Regions from separate parts of the Ovis aries genome. Here region 1 is linked to region 2. Evidence: chromatin contacts called from public Hi-C data. All regions are on one chromosome and are shown on one strand. Each heading gives the region's core, a stretch centred on a gene start, on an enhancer-like site or on the middle of the called end of the contact. The rest is flanking DNA. Distances are from core to core; before and after follow the strand shown. Region 1 holds the start of NIPAL3 (NIPA like domain containing 3). Region 2 holds the start of SRRM1 (serine and arginine repetitive matrix 1).

Region 1 (7,093 bases), core at 3,684-6,183, 210 kb before region 2:
TTAAAAGATTTTAAAAACAATCCATTCCTACCACCCAAAGACAACACTATTAATAATGCTTTCCAGCCTCCTTACTGCATACCTGTGGAGCCAGGATGAGAGCAGGTGCAGCCCAGGTGTGGACGGAGCACTGCCCAGGTGTGCCTCACTGGTGCACTTGCTCGTATAACTGTTCATGACAGGATCTCATGGGCCTGGAATCTAAGAAAGAGCAATGAAGACATATCACCTTCCTAATTAACAGCATATGCTCAAGCAATTCTCCAGTGAGGGCCAGTGCAATGATCAAGAGTATCCATTCTGTGTTCAAGGTTAATAGTCCTGGGTTCTGCCACTTAATAGTTCTAATTTTGGATGAGTCACTTGACCTTTTGAATCCATTTTCTCCTCGATAAACAGATTGGTAACAGTACCTTCTTCTTAAGATGCTTGTGAGAAATAAATATGATAACCACAAGAAGTAGTTAATGCTGCCTGGCCTACAGTAGGCTTTTATTAACTTTAGGTTTTAATATATGCACATTGATAATATATTAACAGTTTAAAATAATAGCTATCATTTCTTGAGCCCTAACACTCCTAGATGCCTTTATAGAATATTTTATACAATCCTTCAAATAATCCAGTGAGGTATTATCCCCATTTACAGATAAGAAAACTGATGGTCAGAGGGAGGGGTTATGTGACTTACTCAAGGTCATACCACAAGTAAGAGGTAGAATCAGACTTTGAACCCGGAAGTCTGACTTCTGCTTACTCTGAACCACTCTAATAGTCTCCAAAGCAGCGCACATTAAATGTTAGCATGCTAAATGTTGACATTGATCACCCCTGAGTGTGTATGATTGGTCTCATAAAAACTAGGATATTGCATAGCGTTTTCAAAATGTAATTTTCCCAGGATGCCGGGGTTCCCCAGAACTCAGTTTGAAAATTCCTGAGGCAGTTCACTGTTAAGAGTTCTAATTGCTAGAAAGTTCCTGCCTGAATGAGCTCAGAATAAGCTTCACTCCTCTTCCACATTGGTGAGTTTTGAAATGTAGGTCACAGCTTAACAGCCTTTAGTGAAGTTTTTGTTACATGAATGCTGGGTCATAATATAAAATATATTTCTTACCATGGATCACAGTCAAAAAGGTTAAAAGACACTGTTCTATGAGACTGTTCTTCAGATATTTGAAGGCAGCAGTCATAACCTATCTCTTAAAAACTAATCGTCTTCTCCATGAGGGACCTCTTCAGCTTCTGCGAAACACTTGTAACATGGGGATTCCTCCCTTCGCTATACTGGGCACCATCTCACCCTGTCACCAGATTTATCTGGGTCAGTCCTCAAACTGCCTTTGGGATGACTTCCTTGGCCACTCTCTCTTGGGAAGCACCACCCATGTCTCTCTAGCCCCATCTGAGTCTGCTTTATTTTTCTCAAAGCACTTTTCACTACCCACATTATATTTTATATTTTATATATATAATATTTTTTGTTTATGATCTTCATCAATAAGACATTCATCACTGAATCCTCAGACTGTTTCCTGGCACACAGCAATTGATCAATAAATATTTGTGGCTTGAATGAATAGATGAATACTAGGAATAGACACATTTTATCTAGAATGAATGGGCTTCCCTTGTGGCTCAGCTGGCAAAGAATCCACCTCCAATGCGGGAGACCTGGGTTCGATTCCTGGGTTGGGAAGATCTCCTGAAGAAGGGAAAGGTTACCCACTCCAGTTTTCTGGCCTGGAGAATTCCATGGACCGTATAGCCCATGGGGTCATAAAGAGTTGGACATGACTGAGCAACTTTCACTTCACTTCTTCACCTAGAATGAATACAGATGTACTCATAATACAACTCTTTCCATCAGGAGCTACATTCTTTAAAGATTTAACTCACATGACTACAACTATAGCCATGTTTTAATTCTACCATCTCTGTTTAAAAAAAAAACCTTTCCGTCTGAACCACCAGGGAAGCCCCATTTATCTTATAGTATTACATATTTCATACATTTAAATGTGTATATTACTGTACAGGTATACCAATATATACTGCAAGTATATACAATATATACTATTGGTATATATTGGTATAAGTATACCAATATATAAAAGTATATACAATATATACTATTAGTATTGGTATAAGTATACCAATATATACTAATATATCACATATTCTGTTACCTTTTAGGTAATTCTATGGGGTTTACATGAGTAGTTTTGACTATATGAGATTTTTATTGATTCAGTTTTAATGCTATAGTGCATCTTGGAAATATTTTACATTTTTCTAAGCACTCTCGGGTAAACAATCCATTTGATATTTTTCTTTAGCTGAGAAAAGTGATTCTAAGAGCTGGAAGAAACTTTAGGAGCTGGCTAGTGCCCGGGTTCGATTCCTGGGTCGGGAAGATCCCTTGGAGAAGGAAATGGCAACCAGCTCCTGTATTCTTGCCTGGAGGATTCAATGGACAGAGGAGCCTGGCAGGCTACAGTCCACGGGGTCACAAGAGTCGGACTCGACCTAGCCACTAAACCACCACCACCACCAGTGATCTCTAGATTCCAATCACACCCTTTCGTGTTACAGATGAGTAAACCAAGGCGCCCAGCAAGGAAGAGGGACACCCCAGGAGATGGAGTGGACCCAGGATAAGAACTTAGCTATTTGCCGTCCACCTGCTGCCAGATGCCCCCAAATGTTTGTACATTCGCCTGGACTGAGGTGGGTGAATCAGTAGCCTACGCCCCTCACCGGAGCTCCACGGGGAAGGCATGCCCTGGTTATTATCGCCACTTTTCAGGTGGGGACTCTGAAGGCACACTCCAGGGAGGGGAGCTTCCAACAGTGGGTTCTTAGGCTCTCGCGGAACCACCTAGCTTGGCATGGGAATTTCGCACGGGGCAGGTGGGGGTCTCAGTCGACGTCTAATGCTGTGCGCCGGGTCCTCCTCCCCACGACCCAGCATTCGTCCCCCAAAAGGGACGGCTTCCTACCTCGTCTGTCCCCCTGGGCTGAATCTGGCCCGCCGGCCTCCTTGTCGCTATGGCAACCACAAGCCTAGCGTTCTAGCTTCCACCTTCTGCCAGCTTCCTGATGAACTCGAGCCAATGGTATCCTCCGTTTCTTTAGCGTGAAAAGTTGTTGGCCAATGAGCAGAGGCATTTCAAAAACCGCTGGGAAGCGGCCAGAATTTTGGGGTTCAGGTTAACTACGTCAGGATGGGCGTGGAAACTTAATACGGGCTTGTCTAGACAACCTCCTAAATCTCGTGATAGGCGCAACGTCTTAGAATTTTGCTCACCCAGAAACCCTGCTTCAAGGAGTAAACCTAAAAGAACAAACATTCACTGACGCCCTGGTAGTCAAAGACAAAAGGCTGATAATGGGCAACAACATACAAGGACAGCCATGGAGCTGCCCAGGTCCAGGCCAATCAGGGATCTTGTCACTCCCCCACTTAGAACCCTCCAAGGGCTCCCCTTTAAACTTAGGGTGAAATCCAAACATCTTCATGTCCCCAGCCCTCTGATCTCAGCTCCTCCCTCCCACGCCCCCAGAAAAATCTCGCACCTGCCACGCTTTCCTTTGGGCAGCTGTTACAATTCTGTCAACCTCGTTCCGCTGACCCGTGTTCTCTCTGAGCTCACTCGGTGTCAGGGTTTGCACCACAACTGCCTCTATCTCACAGTTGAGGTCTCTATCCAAATATCATGTCTTCATCCGTAAAACAGGCGTGAGCCCGATGTCTCACTCAGTGGGTTGTTGAGAGGATCTGGAATGAAATATGAAACAGCGAAGCTCCCTGCACCTGTTAATTATTTTTTAAAATACATTTTATTTTTCAAAAAATTAATTTTTAGTTGAAGGATAGTTGCTATATGATATATTACAGGTGTGCAGTATAGTGATTCATGATTTTTAAAGGTTATACTCCATTATAGTTCTTATAAAATATCGGCTAGACTGTTGTTCAATATAGTGAACAATGTATCAGTTCAATAAGAAGGATATATTGTTCAATATATCCTTGAATCAGTTAGAACTATTACAGTGGTACATTACGGAAGCATTCATCAAGTGCTAGGCTATGGGAGGACTTTTAAGTATTGCTATTGGAAGGACTGATGCTGAAGCTGAAGCTCCAATACTTTGGCCACCTGATGAGAAGAACTGACTCATTTGAAAAGACCGTGATGCTGGGAAGGATCGGAAGCGGGAGGAGAAGGGGAGGACAGAAGATGAGATGGTTGGATGGCATCACCGACTCAACGGACATGAGCTTGAACAGGCTCCGGGAGCTGGTGATGGACAGGGAGGCCTTGCGCGCTGCAGTCCATGGGGTCGCAGAGTCGGACACGACTGAGCGACTGAACTGAACTGAGATGCAGATGTTACCGGGAGGGTGTACTGTGCTGCCAACAGGCGTTCCAGGAGGACAGGCAAGGAGAGGTTTTTTTATGGCCTCGGGGCTGTGGCGGGGAGGGGGAACCGGGCCTTGAAGGATGTGTAGGATTTGAATACCTGGTGAGATCGTGGGGTCGGGGAACAGCGGGAGCAAAGCCGGGAGAGGGCTCCGAGTGTAAAGGCGTGGGGAGGACACCCGGGCAGGTTCCCCATCTATAAGGGCCGATGCAGTGAGCAAGTCACCTGGAGCCTTCCAGACCCAGCCCGACGTCCTCCCTGTGGCCGCTAGAGGGGGCCCTCGCCAGGTGAGCTCGGCGCTCCAGCGGGGCACCGCCTCCCCCCCTACGCGTCCGGCGAGCTCCGCAGTCCAGCCAATCAATGCCCGAGGGCTGTCCCTCCCGCCTCCTCCTCGAAGCCACTCGCCGGCGCCAGATGCCCGTCAGTTTTGACTGACAGGCAGCCTGACAAATCGAATCGCGGCTTTGGAAAGCACAACACAGCAGCCGCTCTGCATCTCTTGAGACGGGGAAGGAATTTAGGAGGGTTGTGCCTCTGGCTTGCTCGAGGAGTCCACGTCCTGTCTCGGAAACCTCTGATCGGTGGGCCTTAGCGGAAACGCCGCCGGTGAGTAGTGATTTAGACTTAAGGCGGGGGTGGGGATGGGGTTGAATTCAGCCTTCGGTTTCAGGAAAAGCCAAGGCATTTGTGATCCTCTGACGTCCCCAGTATACACATCTTCCTTCTTGCTGTCACCAGCCTTGTCAGTTTGGGTCTTGTTGGCTCAGAATGCTGCCTTTTTTTTTTTTTTTTTTTTCCATTTCGCATCGAGGAGAGGGCCATGGGTTTGCCTTAATAAAGGCGATGCCAGGTTTGACCAAATCAGGAAGCGAAATGGAGTGACTTCGTCACAATTGTGCCTGTACACACCGGTTCGGGCTTCCAAGGGAAAGCAGACAGTGGAGTTAGCAGGTGCATGACGAGGGCTGGGGTGGGGGTGGGGGACGCATTCCTGGTCCGTGCTGGCCGCTGGAAGTCATTTCCAGCACACTGGGTGGGGACTGAAGAGTGTAACCCTTTCGTGAGCCAAAGCCCAGGAAAGGGAAAGCTTGTAACTGGCACTCAGCAACCAGAAGCTGAACCGGCAGGTGGTGGGAAAGGGCGTGTTTGAATTATTTCTTTAGAGCCAAATTCTAACTCAGACCCTACTCTTAGGAGCCAAGACCGATGGTTCTCTAATCTAGGAAACCTACTTTGTGGGTTGGTGAAATAATTCTCAGATGAGGACTAGGGGGTGGAGTGAAAGTCATCCTTTAGTGGATTTATCTTTCCCTTTTTGAGTCAGTGACCCCCGTGCTCATGGATGGCTGTGTGGGCCTCAAACTTAAGGGGTGGTGAGCAACACAGAATTGGTTTTCTTGCCTCTGGGGCATATGTTAGACCTGGAAAAGTGTTTTGCAGTCTGGAAAAGAAAGTCATTAGGCAAAGAATATGTGCCTTATAAGGGAAGACAGCTTGCACAGAATTCTTCCAAGGCTTTCTGTCCAAAATGCTACCTAGCTGAAGGGGGAGTTTTCTATCTTTGTGGGCCCTGATGCCTCAGAGGCCTGGGGGCTCCTGAGGCAGAGAGGGAAGCTACTTTTTAAAAGATAATTAAATAAGAGCAACTGCAGCCACCACGAAGGAAAGCAAATACAGAAACCCACCTGGAGAAACCAGCTGATCCTAAGGTTAGCAGGCCTGGATTCCCATCACTGGCTTGGCACATCCTGTGGCTTCTCTGACGTGCTGTGGGTGGGGCTGGCTCTATGGGTTTTATCTCTGGAGTTGCGGTGGGTGAGGCCTTGAGTAAGCCATTCCCTTCTCAACTGTGAAGCAGCCAAGGTGTACCAGGTGCTTCACTGGCCTGTCTAAAGCCAGTCAGTGGGTATGTATGGAGGTCCCCATGCGAGGCTCTAGGCTAGATCTTGGGAGGCAGCAATCAAACAGGGGATTCAGCAAATAGCTTCCCAGAATTTTTGCTTCGTGCCCCTTCACCTCCAGGATGAAAGCCTCTAGGAGTGTCTCAGGGGTTGAAGGAGCCACTCTTCCTTTCTAAGGCATAAAAGTATAGTGAAGAATAATTATGCTTTTCACAAGATTACAAACATTCATAGGGCTTTACAGTCAGGGACGTCTGGTTATGGGGATTTGAGTTATAAGCTTGTCTGATAAGTATATTTCAGGTATATATATATATATATATATATATATATATATATATATGTACTGATTATATAACCTCGTCTAGAGGCAGCAGCAGTCATTTAACTTTGAGGCTCTTTGACAAAGTGAGTCTGGGTTAGATGGTCTTTGTGCTGCCCTTGGCTTGAGCCTTGCATCTGATGTCTCCTAGACACTGAATGCAGTGTTAGTCCTATATCATAGGACTGTGCTGTTCATGCCAGGAGCCAGAATTCCTGGGCCTGGGGCTAGATAACAGAAGGAGCTGGAGGCTACTGGTAGGATGGTGGTGGTTTAGTCACTAAGTCATGCCCGACTCTTTCCAACCCCATGGACTGTGGCCCAACAGGCTCCTCTGCCCATGGGATTTTCCAGGCAAGAATACTGGAGTGGGTAAGCCATAGGAGGCATCTTTCTGATGCCTTGAAGCATGTCAGAAACTTTGTCTGTTTGGAATGTA
Region 2 (7,057 bases), core at 4,054-6,553:
AGCAATGAGAATAAGTGATAGAGGAAATGGAGCCTAGAGGATCAGCACCAAGGCTGGATGCCTATTAGCTTTTTGAAGTTCAGAATTTGAGGACTTAAAGACCAGGCATAGCCAAGAACCAATAATGGCTCCCTGGGGATTGTTTCTTGGTTTAAGGCCCATATTCAACTGCAGAGCATCAGAGTTTACAGGAGATGGTGTCTGTAAATACCTTCACTGCGAAGTGGAGAAGTATCTCCACTGCACCTCTAGGGTGGAGGCTTCTCAGTCTCAGCAAAGTTTCAATGTGGACTTTTCCTTATAGAATTAATGGTTACATTTCAAAGACCAGATTCACTCATTGGTAGAAATGCTTTCGGTGACTAAGCCTTAGACTCTCACTCATACATTCATTCAATAAGTATTTTATTGATGTCCAAGAATGTGCTAGATACTGTTCCAGACACTAAGGCTTTAATGGTGAACAAGATGAACAAGATTTTTGCCCTCATAGAGCTTCCTTTTTTAAAAATAAAAAGGTGGGGGGGGGGGAGGACAAAGACAGTAAGCATGTAAATAAAATAGATAATAAAGTCATGTACTATCAGTTCAGTTCAGTTCAGTTCAGTCGCTCAGTCGTGTCCGACTCTTTGCGACCCCATGAACTGCAGCACGCCAGGCCTCCCTGTCCATTACCAACTCCCAGAGTTCACTCAGACTCACGTCCATCGAGTCCGTGATGCCATCCAGCCATCTCATCCTCTGCCGTCCCCTTCTCCTCCTGCCCCTAATCCCTCCCAGTATCAGAGTCTTTTCCAATGAGTCAACTCTTCGCATGAGGTGACCAAAGTACTGGAGCTTCAGCTTTAGCATCATTCCTTCCAAAGAAATCCCAGGGTTGACCTCCTTCAGAATAGACTGGTTGGATCTCCTTGCAGTCCAAGGGACTCTCGAGTCTTCTCCAACATCACAGTTCAAAAGCATCAATTCTTCAGCACTCAGCCTTCTTCACAGTCCAACTCTCACATCCATACATGACCACAGGAAAAACCATAGCCTTGACTAGACGGACCTTAGTCGGCAAAGTAACGTCTCTGCTTTTGAATATACTGTCTAGGTTGGTCATAACTTTTCTTCCAAGGAGTAAGTGTCTTTTAATTTCATGGCTGCAGTCACCATCTGCAGTGATTTTGGAGCCCAAAAAAATAAACTCTGACACTGTTTCTACTGTTTCCCATCTATTTCCCATGAAGTGATGGGACCGGATGCCATGATCTTCATTTTCTGAATGTTGAGCTTTAAGCCAACTTTTTCACTCTCCTCTTTCACTTTCATCAAGAGACTTTTTAGCTCCTCTTCACTTTCTGCCATAAGGGTGGTGTCATCTGCATATCTGAGGTTATTGATATTTCTCCCGGCAATCTTGATTCCAGCTTGTGTTTCTTCCAGTCCAGCGTTTCTCATGATGTACTCTGCATAGAAGTTAAATAAGCAAGGTGACAAAATACAGCCTTGACGCACTCCTTTTCCTATTTGGAACCAGTCTGTTGTTCCATGTCCAGTTCTAACTGTTGCTTCCTGACCTGCATACAGATTTCTCAAGAGGCAGGTTAGGTGGTCTAGTATTCCCATCTCTTTCAGAATTTTCCACAGTTGATTGTGATCCATACAGTCAAAGGCTTTGGCATAGTCAATAAAGCAGCAACAGGTGTTTTTCTGGACCTCTCCTGCTTTTTCCATGATCCAGGGGATGTTGGCAATTTGATCTCTGGTTCCTCTGCCTTTTCTAAAACCAGCTTGAACATCAGGAAGTTCACGGTTCACGTATTGCTGAAGCCTGGCTTGGAGAATTTTGAGCATTACTTTACTAGCATGTGAGATGAGTGCAATTGTGCGGTAGTTTGAGCATTCTTTGGCATTGCCTTTCTTTGGAATTGGAATGAAAACTGACGTTTTCCAGACCTGTGGCCACTGCTGAGTTTTCCAAATTTGCTGGCATATCGAGTGTAGCACTTTCACAGCATCATCTTGCAGGATTTGAAACAGCTCAACTGGAATTCCACCACCTCCACTAGCTTTGTTTGTAGTGATGCTTTCTAAGGCCCACTTGACTTCACATTCCAAGATGTCTGGCTCTAGATTACTGATCACATCATCATGATTATCTGGGTCGTGAAGATCTTTTTTGTACAGTTCTTCCGTGTATTCTTGCCACCTCTTCTTAGTATCTTCTGCTTCTGTTAGGTCCAGACCATTTCTGTCCTTTATCGAGCCCATCTTTGCATGAAATGTTCCCTTGGTATCTCTAATTTTCTTGAAGAGATCTCTAGTCTTTCCCATTCTGTTGTTTTCCTCTATTTCTTTGCATTGATCGCTGAAGACGACTTTCTTATCTAAAGAAAAAATAAAGGAAGGTAGGATGGGGGTGGTGGTGGTGGTGAGGGTTCTGCTATTTTCCACAAGGCTGGTCAGGAAAGGCATATCTGAGGAGGCGACACTTTAGTCACTTCTTAAGTCACTTTTGGCTTACCAACATACAGACCCAAAACTGACTTTTGAAACCTAACTTGTTCATAGTTAGACTAGAGCCTGTAGCTCAGTGTGGTTGCAGTTTAGAAGTGAGAGATGGGGAAAGGGAGCTGATTAACCCAGGTAATGAGTCTGGAGAAGGAAGCAGTAAACAAACCGTAAAGGGCTTTGTGAGACACTGTAACTAGTTTGGACTTTATCTGGAGGATAGCCAAGAAGCCACTGATGAATTTTAAGCAAGGAAGCAAAAGAATCAAGACTATCATGTTAGAAATTCACTCTGTATATAAGATGGAGACATCAACCCGAAGGCAGGGAAAATGGTCAATGGATTAGTGCAATGAGCCAGACAATAACCCAAACTGCCTAAAGAGGCAATGGAGCTAGAAGGAAGTTGAGGTGAGAAGGCAAGTTTTGATGGTTGTAGAGTGTGAAGAGAAGAATGATGACAGGGAGAAGGGTGTGTCATTCATTAATAAGAAAACAGAGGGTGAGACAAGTACGAGGAAGATGAATTCAGTTTGAGCTACTTACAGACATCAAGCAAATGTCAGCAGGAAGTTGAAAATACAGGTCTGGGGCAGACCTATATCCAAGATACGTAGGTTTGAGAGACAAAAAGGTAATCAAAACCAAGAGAGGACAGATAGGTCACCTCCTTTTTTTGAGAAAAAGAGTCAATAACAGAACCAGAAGGAAAACCAACTTGTACAAGATAGGCAGCAAAAGAACAAAAGCAGTTAAGGAAGGATAAAACAGAATGACTGATCGGAATCACAGAGAACAGTAAGACATGCATTGTGATTTCACAGGCCCATCTAGTTAACTGGCTTGTTCTGTGGAAACCAGCCACTTCCCCATCTTTGACCCTCTGACAAAGCTTTTGTTCCTTCAACAAAATCGAGCCTATGCTATTAACATGTGCCAGACACTGTTCTGTACCATCAGTGTACGAAAAAGACAGACACCTTGACTTTATGGAGCTTACATTCTAGTGTGGGGAACAGACAAAATAAACACACTAAACATAGGTAAACAAATACTAGAAAGTGATATATGCTATGGGGAAAAACAAAGTAGATTAGGAGGTATCGCGGATGCAGAGGGAGTATGTGACTAATTTCCAATGGGGCAGTCATGACAGCCTCATTGAGAAGGTAATTCTTGAGTAAAAATCTTGACATTTGCAAGTAAGGTATCTGGGGGAAAGAACATTCTAGGCAGAAGTTAAAACCAGTGCAAAAACGTTGAGGCAGAAGCTAGCTTAAGAAGTTCAAGCATTGAGCTATGTTAGGGTACTAGAAGATGAGATCAAAGAAACAAGGGGATGTCAGGTGAAAATACAAGGGGCTATTGGTTTTTGAGCTTAGGACACACTTCTACGTGTTTTTTTTTTTAAAGGGGCCACTCTCACTACTATATTCAGAACAGATGCTGAGTGACAAGGGTAGAAGCAGGAAGGCCAGTTAGACCAGGGCAGAAGTTCAGGCCGAGGATGATGGAGTTTTGAACTAGGATGATAGCAGAGCGAGTTTCTTGATGGTTTGGAAGTGGGATATAGGAAGAGGAGTCAAGAACAACACCGGTGTTTATCTCTTATTAAACAAAATTGTCATCAACCAAGGCAGGGACGACTTCGGGAGGAGAGGGTCGGTTTTTGGCGGAGTGGAGGGTGTTCGAGAGAGAGGGAGAGGAACCAGCAGCTCAGTTCCGGGTCAGGTTAAGTAGGCGATGTCTTCCCAGTGGAAACGTCCAGGAGGACGTTGCCAACACACTTTTGAAATTCGGGAGAGAAATCTGAGGTGGAAATCTACGAAGCTGCTGGGAGGGAGCTGGTGTTTAAAGCAGTGAGAGTGAATGTAGTCTGCAGATGAGTGCTGTGAACATAAAGCAGCAAAGGGAGGTAAGAGTGTGTGTTGGAGGAGTGACAAAAGGTGGTCAGAGAAGGGTCAGATGCTTATCAGAGGAAAAGAGTAAGTGTAGCAGAAGACATCGATGCTGGAGTCCTCACAGTCGGAGCAGATGGCTGGAGAGGCAGAGCTGGGCCAGCGAGGTCGACGCCCTGGCCTCCGTCAGGCCCCCAGGGCCACAGCTTTCCTCAGAGCATTCCTCAGCTTCCTGCCCGTAAGCGTGGGGACCGGGCAGCCGAAATCGAAACTCATCTAAAGGACAGTTCCCGCTTCTCCCTAAAGCTAAGGAGTTGTACGGAAACGGGAGCAAGCAGAGGGAGCGGGGCTAAAATGCAAACTTCACTCGTACTACGTAGCTCGGTTACTTCAGGGCCGAAGTCAGTAACTGGCAAGCTCGTAAAACCAACACAATCACAACTTTCATAACGAGGGGAGGCCGTAGGCTTTTCCTCTGCGCAACGGCGGCCTCACTAGCGTCACTCTGAGGTAACAGTCTTTTTCTTGAAACGCTCCATGGAACCCCCAAAGCGGGAGGCCTCCCCGACTACGGGTAGAAGGATGGGTCAATTCACTCTCGGCGAACGGGGCTACTCAAGCACCACAAAAGGACTCGCAGGGCAGGGCGAGCCAGTGACTCTCGCACGCTCCCATTGGCTGAGATCGCGAGGCTCTCCTCACCGGCCGGCCAATGGGGAGGTCCAGAGCCTGGTAGCAAGTCCCCCGCCTTACAAAACGCGCGTGCGCAAGTGTGACGGGCGCTCATCTTCCTGAGCAGGCGCAGCTTCGTGTCGGCTGGAGGGGCGGGTGGAGCGCCGCGCGCTGCGTCCCGGCGCTCGGCTTTCCCTGCCGGTCCCGCCCTCCGTCGCGGCGGCGCGGTGCACCTTGGGATAGGGAGCGATCTCCGAGCGAGGCAGCAAGATGGACGCGGGATTCTTCCGCGTAAGTAGGAACGCGGGGACCTGGGGTGAGGTGGGGGGGTTATCTGCAAAGCCCGGCAGGACGCCTAAGCTCAGGACGGGGTAGCCGGCGAGCAGAGACTTCGAAGATCCTGAGGATCCTCGGTGGCAACGGACGTTCCCCCCTGCCCTGCGGCGGGGACCGGTGCGCCCCTGCGCAGTCTCCTCCTCCGGAATCGTCCCCCCTACGCGGTGGCGACGACGGTCGCCGGAAAATGGCGGCGGGAATGGCAGGGAGCGATACCTCGCCTCCCGGCCTGCCTGACGGGGCCTGCAGACCGAGCCTCGCGTCCCGCCGGGCCCTGGGGCCTAGTGGGCCCGCGAGGAGGAAGTCCTTGGGGGGAGGCCGGAGGGAAACCCTGAGGTGACTGGCTGCAGAAGGGGCTTGGGGAGGACGGGTTTGGGGGTACCGCCTCGGGAGAGCGTGGACCGGAAGCGACGTTGAGCAGCTTTTCTTGAGAAAGCGGGCGCCGACCCCCCTCCCCGCCCCCAACCCGGGTCTAAGCCTTCGGGAAGGCTCCGGGTCAGAGTTCGCGGGAGCTCCCGCCCAATTTGATATCTCTTTCAGGGAAGGGAACGCGGATAATTTGTGTTTAAAACGTTTGAATCCGAGACTCTGCGGGGAGAGAGCGCAACAAAAAGTGCGCGTGTATGAAGGCGGGATTATGGAACGGATCTGCTCCTCTCCTTCCCGCTCACCGTCCCCCCACCTCTCCAGTTTTTTTTACTCTTTTGAAAGTCTGCTGTAGGAAAGGTGCCTCTAGATTCTCAAGGGTCTGCGGGCCCATCACTTGCAAGCAGGGACGTTACCGCCTCGAAATTAGCCCTCAGGGCCCGTAATTTATCGAGCGCGTGTTGGAGCCTGTTCATCCCCTTTTTCACTTTTGTAGGAAATGAGCACCCAGTCGAGATCTAGATCCTGGTTTGGCAAGTGACACTAAGAGATCTAGCGTTTGCAGGTTCTTTTTAATGCTGAACGGACCGTGTAGAGACCAGTTGATCTAAGTCAGAATATAGGTTGGCTCTTCCACTCCCTGGAGTATGAAATATGCAGCGTGCGTGTGTGTGTGTGTGTAATGGAAAAGTTAAAAGAGGGGAAGACCGGGACTTCAGTAAAGAAAGCTTTTGACACTCCAGAACCAGCGTTGAAATTTCTTTTCAATTGACTTTAAATGTGTTACTTTTTCATTAAATGTTGAAGTGTTATTCCAGGCGTTTGACTCAACACAGCCAGTGTTGACTGTAAATGACTGTTTTTAGGTTATGCAAACAGTACTATAGTTATTTATGTAATGATAGTTTCAGTTGAGTTTATCAAAGTTTCACACTGCAAATTATATCAAAGTATTTTGTAGTAAATCCTGAGTATTTCTTGTAGTGTTAATGTAATATTTTGAAACATAAGCCTGTTCTTTTGATATTTTCATTATTTCCCATGGAAAAGAATTCCTAAAGGAAAAGAGCAAGATGGTTGATAAATTTAAAAACGAGGTTTGCTTTTAGTGTTGGTAAAAATTTGGAAGGGTACAATATGTACTGCCCACAGTTCCTTAGAGGGATTGATTGGATTTAAGCTGAGTTAAAAGATTTTAGGGTGGTTATTCTTTTAGTACACGGCCATTCAGGTAGTAAGATAGAAATAGTAGCTTTCATTTGCTGGACTAGTGCCATCTGCCAGTTACT

The links. A called contact is a pair of places that touch in the nucleus more often than the background predicts.
Region 1: a contact with region 2 is called in a Hi-C map of muscle, with 3 times the contacts expected there. The contact joins the promoter of NIPAL3 here to the promoter of SRRM1 in region 2. A contact is called at or near these places in 5 of 16 Hi-C or Micro-C datasets (blood, hypothalamus, liver and 1 more).

Annotation. Positions count from the first base shown.
Region 1 is chr2:242,245,526-242,252,618 of ARS-UI_Ramb_v3.0, reverse strand. NIPAL3 (NIPA like domain containing 3) reads left to right here and starts at 4,933. Exons shown (of 11, transcript XM_042244561.1): 1 at 4,933-5,037. STPG1 (sperm tail PG-rich repeat containing 1) reads right to left here and starts at 3,060. Exons shown (of 8, transcript XM_042244565.2): 1 at 3,003-3,060; 2 at 83-201.
Region 2 is chr2:242,034,930-242,041,986 of ARS-UI_Ramb_v3.0, reverse strand. It overlaps SRRM1 (serine and arginine repetitive matrix 1), which reads left to right and starts at 5,303. Exons shown (of 17, transcript XM_060410666.1): 1 at 5,303-5,357. The coding sequence starts at 5,337.